Linked DNA regions of Sus scrofa: region 2 is linked to region 1. Evidence: chromatin contacts called from public HiChIP or PLAC-seq data. All regions are on one chromosome and are shown on one strand. The core of a region is the stretch at or near the end of the contact, and the rest is flanking DNA. Distances in the headings are between cores, read along the strand shown.

Region 1 (4,546 bases), core at 858-3,357:
CCCGCAACCTCATGGTTCCTAGTTGGATTCGTTTCCACCGCACCACGATGGGAACTCCAAGAATCGTTTTTGACAGGAGTCACTTGATCAAGTCCTCCCTGCAGACCCCCATCCCTCCCACTGCCCCCCTCACTTCCTCTGATCCAGCCACACTGTTCCTTCAACACACCAGGCATAAGCCTGCCTCAGGACCTTTGCACTGGTTGTTCCCAAAGCCTAGAGTACCTCTCCCCAGATACCCACACTGCGGGCTCCCTCGCCTCCTTCAGGTCTGCCTGAAGGATGTCACCTCCTCACCAAGGTCAACCGTGGACACCCTGCTTAAAACTGAAGCCCATCCCCCACACTCCTTGCTTTATTTCTCTCCTTTCAAATTCCAGCCACCTGACACTATGGATTTATCCTATCAACTCTGTTGACTGTGCACTGCCTCCTACCAGAGTGAGCACCACTAAAACAGGGACGTTCATCTGTCTTGTTCCCAGCTGTATCTCCAGGGACAGGCACACAGTAGGTATACTTACATAAATAGATACGTATACCTTATAAATACTTATTGGCTGAATAAATGAATAAGTGGATGGAATAGTATCCGGCACACAGTAGGCACCTAATAAATGTTTCCTGTTTGACTCCTCCCTCCCCAAGAAGATAGTCTAATCTGCTCCCACCAGGACTGGCATATAGCAGGGACAAAATTCACTCCTTTTGGCTAAAAAAGAAATGTTCCAATGAGACCCGGAAGCCAAAACATAGCCAGACTGTCTCTGAAAAACATCAGGAGACTGAAGGGCATTTATTCAATAAATGTTTGCTGAGCACCTACCATGTGCTGGGCACTGTGCAAAGGAGGGGCAAGGCTGTGAGCTAAGATTATTTTGACTGCCTGTTTACCAGTGGGAAAGGGAGGCACAGAGAGGTAAAGTGATTTCGCCTGGGATCACACAGGTAGAAAGTAAAGCAGCAGGAATTTCAACCAGGCAGCCTGGCTGTGGGGCCCCTGCCTTTACTCACTAAGCACCTACTATGTGCAGTCTCCTTCCTAAGCCTGGATCTGAGGAATCCTCAAGCCTGGCCAATGGAGATGGCACCAGATATCTGCCCTCTGCATTTGGCACACACCCCTGTGACAGGCCACGCTTTTTACCCCATGTGGCTCCATGAGGACACTATTTGGCCCCTACTGTGTGCCCAGCATACTGAACAGTGTCTCCCCCACACAGCAGGTGCTCCATAAACGTTCTTTGAAGAAAGAATGAACGTCCCTTATTTGGAAGACACAGAGGCCCAGGAAGGTTCGAGAGCCTGTAGCACCCACCAACCCCTCCCCCCCAACTCTGGCACCTAGACACCAGGCTTCCAGCTTTCCTGGGTCACACTGGGGTGCCCCCTCCCCCAGACCCCTGTCTCAGCCACAAGGAGAGGGAAGGAACGCAGGTGCCAGGAAGAAGGCCTGGGGCCACCGGGCTCCGAGTGGTGCCAGAAACCAGTCCTGGATAGTCTGTCTCCTGGGCAGGTACCGACCAACCCAACCCCGTACCCCGCGGGAAAAGATGGGGAGTAGGGGGTGCTGAAGATTCCAGATGGGACACTTCGGACCGAGGCAGCGCGCTCCCGCAGGGGGAGCCCCCCCCCAACCAAGGCCCCGGAGGGGCTGGGGGAGGGGCGGGGGGCGGCGATCGCGGGCGAGAGGAACAGGGGCTGGAACAGACAGAGCGCCCAGCTCGGGGAAGAAATCAGAAATGTGGAGAAGGAATGGGGTGTTGGAGGGGAAGACCTGAGTGTTGGGGGAGGATTCGGGGTGACGGGTAAGAGCTGGGGGTCTGGGGAGGACTTAGGTCAGGGAAGGGAACTGGAGTATTGAGGGGAGCACTGAACACGCGGAGGGAGGCCGGCAGAAGTTCCAAGTGGGGGCAGCTGGCCTCGAACGCCGGCGAGGGGCACCGGGCCCCCTGTTGGCCTGCGGGGGTCCCCCGCCCCTCCCCGGCCGGCCCTCACCCCTTTCTCACCTACCAGGGAACCATGGAGACGGCCGCCGCGCTGCTGGAGTCCTCGGGGCTGGGGCTGGTGGCCTGACGGCCCGACGGCCCGACGCCCCGACCGCGGTGCGGGCAGCAGCCGAGGGCGCGCCGGAGGTTGGAGGCGCGCGGTCTCCGCCTGCAGCCTCCGCCTGCCCCTTCCGCGTCCGGGGAGGAGAGAGGAAGGAGGTGAGATCACGCTTTCCCAGCGGGACCGGGAAAGTCCCCGAGACACCCCAAATGACACCCTCTCTCCCTCTGCCCGCTGCCACGTTGGGCGCTGGGGACCACAACAGGGGCCCAGAGGGACAAAAGCCCTGCCCTCGGGGTCGCACAGTCTAGCAAGAAAGAACCACAATTTAAAAATTAGTTCATCTCAATTAGTAGTTAATGTTTACCAGGAAATCGAACAGAGGGGATGGGATAATTGGGGTGTGGAGGGGTGCAGGAATCATGGCCTTCCCGGAAGGGTTTGGGGACGCCCATGTCGTTGGAAGAGGGGCAGCAAGATGGCATATCTGGTTTGTTGTTGTTTGGGCCTAACCTTTGCAAGTGGAAGTTCCAGGGTCAGGGATCGAACCTGGAACCTGAGCCACAGCTGGAGCCACAGCAGTGGCAATGCAAGACCCTCAACCCAATGAGCCACCAGGGAACTCCAAGATGCATGATGGCATATCTTTTTTTTTTTTTTTTTTTTGGTCTTTTTGTCTTTTTTAGGGCCGCACCCACGGCACATGGAAGTTCCCAGGCTAGGGGTCCCTTTGGAGCCACAGCTGCCGGCCTACACCACAGCAACACAGGATCTGAGCTGCATCTGCGACCTACACCACAGCTCACAGCAATGCCAGATCCCTAACCCACTGAGCAAGGCCAGGGATCGAACCCACAACCTCACGTTTCCTAGTCAGATTTGCTTCCGCTGTGCCACAACCGGAACTCCCAAGATGGCATATCCTGAAGCTGCAAACAACCACTCCTAAAATTCACAGGAGGAGTTCCTGCTGTGGCACAATGGGATCTGGCTCAACGGGATCTGCCCTGTCTTGGGAGCACTGGCACCTGGGTTTGATCCTGGCCCACCATAGTGGGGTAAGGATCTCATGTTGCCGCACCTGCAACTTAGGTTACAACTGTGGCTTGAATCTGATCCCTGGCCTGGGAACTCCATATGGCTCAAGGCAGCATATGGAAAACAATGGAGAAAAAAAATTCACAGGAGTCTCAACCTTTTGGGGGTCCTGGACCCAGCGCTTGCAAATACATTCAGCATAATTAAGCCACAGTGCACCGAGTCCAGCATACTTTTAGGGGCCTGAAAAAAGAATTTTTTTTCATTTCTTTTAAAATCAGAAGAAAAAATGAATATAAGCCAACTTGGATTATATATGTCTTTATACCAACGCAGTTGTAAAATGTAATTTAATATTTTTAAATGCAGGAAGGGGCCCACAAAAGACATAAGTAATGTCTTTGGGCCCCTTTGTCATCTGGAACCTCTAGTCAAAATACTATTTGTAATGGAAAACAAATTTATGGTTACAAAGGGGAAAGGGGGTGGGGGGATAAATTAGGAGTTTGGGTTTAATAGATACACACTATTATACATAAAATTTTTAAAAATGGAATAAACAACAAGAGCCTACTGTAGAGCACAGGGAACTATATTCAATATCTTGTAATAAACTGTAATGGAAAAGAACCTGAAAAAATATGTATGGGTGTATAACTGAATCACTTTGCTGTACCCCTGAAACTAACACAACATTGTGAATCAACTATACTTCACTTTTTAAAAAAAATACCATTTGGTAGATGCATAAAACCCAGTACAAGAAGTTACAAGAAAGGCCACTGTGTTGAAATACAGTTATTAAAGTGTTTTAAAAAACTGCTTAGCAATCCATCCTTGGATGAATGGGTAAACAAAACAGGGTCCACCCACACAATGGAATATTATTCAACCTTAAAGAGGAAGGAAATTCTGACACATGCATGAAACTTATGTCCAGTGAGATGAGCCAGACATGGAAGATCAAACACTGATTCCTCGAATAGAAAGTCCTTAGAGGAGTCAGATCCAGAGAGACAGGAAGTAGATGGTGGAGCCAGAGGCTGGGGGAGGGGAAGGGGACAGAGTTTCAGTTTAGGAAGAAGGGATGGAGATGGATAGTGGGGATGGTTGCACGACAGTATGAATGTACTAAATGCCGCTGAGCTGTACTCCTTTTTAAAAAAAAAAAAATTATTATAGTTGATTTACAATGCCAATTTCTGCCGTACCGCAAAGTGACCCAGTCACACATATGCATATATTCTTTTTCTCAGTTGTTCTTCCATTATGTTCTATCCCAAGAGACTGGATAAGCTATACTCTTAAAAATGATTAAAAAGTAAGTTTTATGTCAAGAATATTTTACCACAACAAAACATTGTTTTCAAACCCTTGGCGAGGCAATCATTTCAAAAAGACTCTTGAGAGTTCCCGTTGTGTCGCAGTGGTTAACAATCTGACTAGGAGAATTCCTGTC
Region 2 (4,546 bases), core at 849-3,348, 130 kb before region 1:
CCTCAACTTCCCCACCTATAAAATGGAACTACAGTGCCTATGCCTAAGGCTACTCTGAGAGTTAAAGGAGACTGCACAGCTAAAACAGCTGACGAAGCAGAAACTACAGGACAGCTAACACTGTCATCTAAAAAAGTTGCTTAAAATTACACCAAGGGGGAGTTCCTACTGTGGTGCAGTGGGTTAAGGATCTGGCATTGCTACTATGGCTTGGATTCAATCCCTGGCCTGGAAACTTCCATGTGTGGCCAGTGGCCATTAAAAAAAAAAAGTTACACTAAAGTTGTTTTTAAGAGCCAGAATTCACACCATCTGCAGATTGAGTGCCAGGCACAGTGTTAGGGGTGCGAGGTGCAGGCACACATCGGCCAAATCCAGCTGGAAATCAGCAGGCCCTCCTTTTTCTCCCCCAGTCCTTCAGGGGCAGCTAGAGTGGGATGCTGGAGAGAAAGAAAACTCCAGCAAGAGCACACAAAGCTGCCTCCACTGGGCTGGCTCCCCACCAACTGTCCCCAAGGGCAGTGACCCCAGGACTGCAGGAAACCACTTCTTGCCAAATGCTGTATTCTAGAGCAGGCAAATGAATCCCACCAGCCCACACCTGGCCTTCCTGGCCACCCCGCCCCAGCACCACTGACCTTCTAAAGGGTCCAGAAAGCCTCCATTCCGGCTGCAGACGTGACACAGACCTTAACAGAGTAAATGTGCCATTAACGGGGCAACTTAATGGAGAGACTGGCTAACCACTCACTCTCCTTCCATTCAGGAGTCCTCAAGGGTCGGGCCTGATTCTCTGTACCCAGTATATCCTAATGATGCCTCACAGCCCTGCAGTGCTGTCTGCATGTCCTGAACCATACCCTACATGCATGACCAGCCACTGGGCCCAATTCGCCCAGGATTCAGCAGGGCACTACAGGGATTGGTGACTACAGGGCACCCCTTGGGCTTAAGTCCCAGCTCCTGGAAAGATTTGTTCCTGTGGTCAAGGCAAGTGACTTCCTGGAGTGCGGGCAGGCGGAGATGGGGGCGGTGGAGAGTCAAAGGGAACTAGCTGGATCAAAGGGAACTAGCCGCTTCTGATGGCTTAGCTGCCACATGGATGGGAAAGTGTCAAGACTGGGCTAAGCCTATGTAGGAAAAGGTGGGTGGCTGGAGAGGCCTGGGAGGGAAGCTGAGAGAGGCGGCTGGACCTTGTGAGGATGCGGGTGAGGAGGCCAAGCGTTGGGGAGGGGTGAAAAGGTGGGGGTCAGGACGCAGGTCAGGGAGGTGGCCTCTGCTCTCAGATAGGTAGTATGTGTTTGCATGGGGAGGGGGAGAAGACGGGGCCCTCCACAGCCTGCAGGGAAAGGAAGGTGTTACCAGGTGCGGCACCCCCGGAAGGAGCCAGAGATAGGTGGCCTGGGCAGCAAAGGGATGGGAGAGAAAGTCGGGTCGGGCCGGGCCGGGCCGAGAAGAGGCTGAGAGGTCGCGCGGCAAGCGGAGGGGTCGAGCGGGGAAGATGGGATGAAGAGAGGCGGGGACTGGAGGAACCGCGAGTCTGGTCAATGGCGGGGCCAGAGTGCGCGGACCGGGGCAGAGGGCACCCGGTAGGCGGGTGAATGGAGAGTCCACGGTTGAGGCTCAGGCGGGCCCGGTCAATGGTGGGTTCAGGGTCGCGGCCGGGGCCGGACGGGGCGCGCGGGCGCAGCTCACCAGGGCTCGGGGCCGGTGCAGGGCGGCGGCCGGGCTGGGCAAGGTGTCCCGGGGCCAGCGGCACCTCAAGCTCGGGGCTCCATGCCCGGGACTGCGGCCCCGGAAGTGGCGGGCGCGGGGGACAGCGGAGGCGGCGGACACTGGGGTACCCGGCAGCTCAGGCCCCTTTGACCCGGAAGTCGAGCGGCCCAGGCGGCGGCCTGGGATTGGCCACCGCTCGGCCGGCACCAAAGAGGCCGGAGCACTGGGGGGGGACACGCCAGCATGCCCCCGCATCCAATGGAGTGAAACGTCCCTTGGGTTGCTCCTTCCTGTGCCGGGAGAGCTATTAAAGAGAAAGACACCCCCTCAAGTAACTTGGTATCGCCCAAATAAACGTAATACTTCTACTAAAGAAACCTAAGAAAATTGTGTTCCATCGTTGCGTTGGTGGTATAGTGGTTAGCATAGCTGCCTTCCAAGCAGTTGACCCGGGTTCGATTCCCGGCCAACGCACATGGTTAAGGAGCTTTTCCATTTTTCCCTGCTCTTACGGTCCATTTAAAACTTTCTGTAGTAATATTTGTATTACTTTGCAATAACTTATAAAATCCCATATCTACAAAGATTAGAGAAATAAAAAAAAGAGCATAGAACCTGAATTTCTACTGCAGTTATTTTGAAGCAAATTTTAAAATTCTATAATAAAGAAATGATAAAGGGAATGTTTCCACCCGGGATCAAACAAGGGACCTTTGATGTGTTAGGCGAACGTGATAACCGCTACGCTAAAGAAACCAATATGGGTCATATTTTTTTGGGCTTATTATAGACAACGTTACAGGACCTGTTACATTATACTCCCAATATGAACATTTGGTTCTGTCAGCCCAGGTGATTCTCGTTCTTTCTGAATATCCATCCCTCGGCTTGACGCGGTTGGAAGCTGGAAAAACACAGAATAAAAAAATCTAATAACCCCCATTCCCAACGCTCGCACGCGCGCACACACACACACGCACGCACACACACACGATTAAAACAGTCCAAGACAAAAACTGTTCACAAATCCATCCTGAGGGCAAACAATGTTTCTTTAGTTTGTCTCATGCATAGATTCTTTATTTAAACTCTTACCTGTATACAAATATACAAATATTAACTATGTTGCTTCAGCCCAAACCACTTTCTACGAGAAAGAAAGGTCTTTCTGTAAAAGACCTGTAAAGGACATTAGGTACAACTAATTTGGAAGGGGAAGAAAAAAAAAAAAAAATCTCGACGTAGAAGATGATGAAAATGACTTTTCATCTCATAACCCAAAGTTAACTCAGTTTAGGCCAGTCCGTTTTTTTGTTGGTTTTTTGTTTGTTTGCTTTTTTGTTTTTTTTAAGAGAGATAGGAGGAAGGGAAATGGTAAGAATTTAGGATCAAGCCTAAAAATAATAAATAATGGAGAGGGTGTGGAGAAAAGGGAGCCCTCCTCTACTATTGCTGGGAATGTAAACTGGTGCAGCCACTATAGAGAACAGTATGGGATTTCCTCAAAAAAACTGAAAGTAGAGCTACCATCTTGCAATCTGAAAACATGCATATGGTCATATGTCATGAGAAAATCATAATCTGAAAAGATAAATGCACCCCAATGTTCACAGTAGCACTATGTACAATAGCCAAGACATAGAACCAACCTATTAGACTAATAAGATGTGGGGGAGTTCCTGTTGTGGCTCAGCAGTAGGAACACAAGTATCCATGATAATGCAGGTTTGATCCCTGGCCTTGCTCAGTGGGTTAAGCATCTGGCGGTGCGTGAGCTGCGATGTAGATCACAGATGCGGCTTGGATCTAGCCTTGCTGTGTCTGTGTTGTAGGCCAGCAGCTGCAGCTCCAATTCCATCCCTAGCCTGGAAACTTCCATATGCCATCAATGTGGCCCTAAAAAGCCAAAAAAAAAACAACAAAAAAAAAAGTGGTATACGAGTTCTGGCTGCATGGCAGTCGGTTAAAATCTGACTGCATCAGCATGGTCACTGCGGAGGCTCAGGTTTCATCCCTGGACAGCATAGTGGGTTAAAGGATCCTGCAGTAGGTGGCAGCTGTGGCTCAAATTCAATCCCTGGCCCAGATTCAATGCGGTATGTATAGACAATGGAATATTAGCCATGAAAAGAATGAAATACTGCCATTTGCAGTTTCATGGGTAGACTAGAGATTATCATACTAAGTAAGCCAGATACAGAAAGACAAATGTCATATAATATCTCTTTTATGTGGAATCTAAAAAAATATCTCTTTTATGTGGATCTGGTGTTGCTGTGAGCTGCGTTATAGGTTGCAGACATGGCTCGAGTCCTGTGCATTGCTGTGGCTGTGGTGTAGGCCGGCAGCTATAGCTCCAATTTGACTGCTAGCCTGGGAACCTCCATATGCCGAGGGTGCGGCCCTAAAAAGCAAAAAAGAAAAAAAAAGAATTTAGGGGACTCCCGCATTGTGGCTCAGCACTAATGAAACTGACTAGTGTCCATGAGGATGTGGTTCAATCCCTGGCTCCACCACTCAGTGGGTTAAGGATCTTGTGTTGCCATGAGCTGTTGTGTAGATCAAAGACGAGGCTCGGATCTGCCATTGCTGTGGCTGTGGCATAGGGCAGCAGCTGCAGCTCCAATTCCACCCCAGCCTGGGAACTTCCATATGGCACAGCTGCTGCCCTAAAAAAAAATTAGGATTGGATTGCTGTAAAGTCCGCTTTTTTCCCCTACAGGGTCAGTATTAGGGTGAAGAGAGTGAGACACTGACTTCACCTCAAAAATTAGGGTGGCTCCAAAAAAAACCTTCAATAATCAAAATGAATGATATTTGAACGCACTAT

What was found. HiChIP or PLAC-seq counts read pairs in DNA pulled down with a chosen protein or histone mark.
Region 2: a contact with region 1 is called in an H3K27ac HiChIP or PLAC-seq map of alveolar macrophages. The contact joins the promoter of DPP9 here to the promoter of TICAM1 in region 1. A contact is called at or near these places in 1 of 47 Hi-C or Micro-C datasets (liver) and 2 of 2 datasets of contacts at active chromatin or transcription factors (alveolar macrophages and skeletal muscle).

Annotation. Positions count from the first base shown.
Region 1 is chr2:74,002,127-74,006,672 of Sscrofa11.1, reverse strand. TICAM1 (toll like receptor adaptor molecule 1) reads right to left here and starts at 2,107. Exons shown (of 2, transcript NM_001315738.1): 1 at 2,014-2,107.
Region 2 is chr2:74,132,072-74,136,617 of Sscrofa11.1, reverse strand. DPP9 (dipeptidyl peptidase 9) reads right to left here and starts at 2,098. Exons shown (of 22, transcript XM_021084042.1): 1 at 1,696-2,098; 2 at 639-689. It overlaps TRNAG-UCC (a tRNA gene), which reads left to right and starts at 2,119; the gene lies at 2,119-2,190.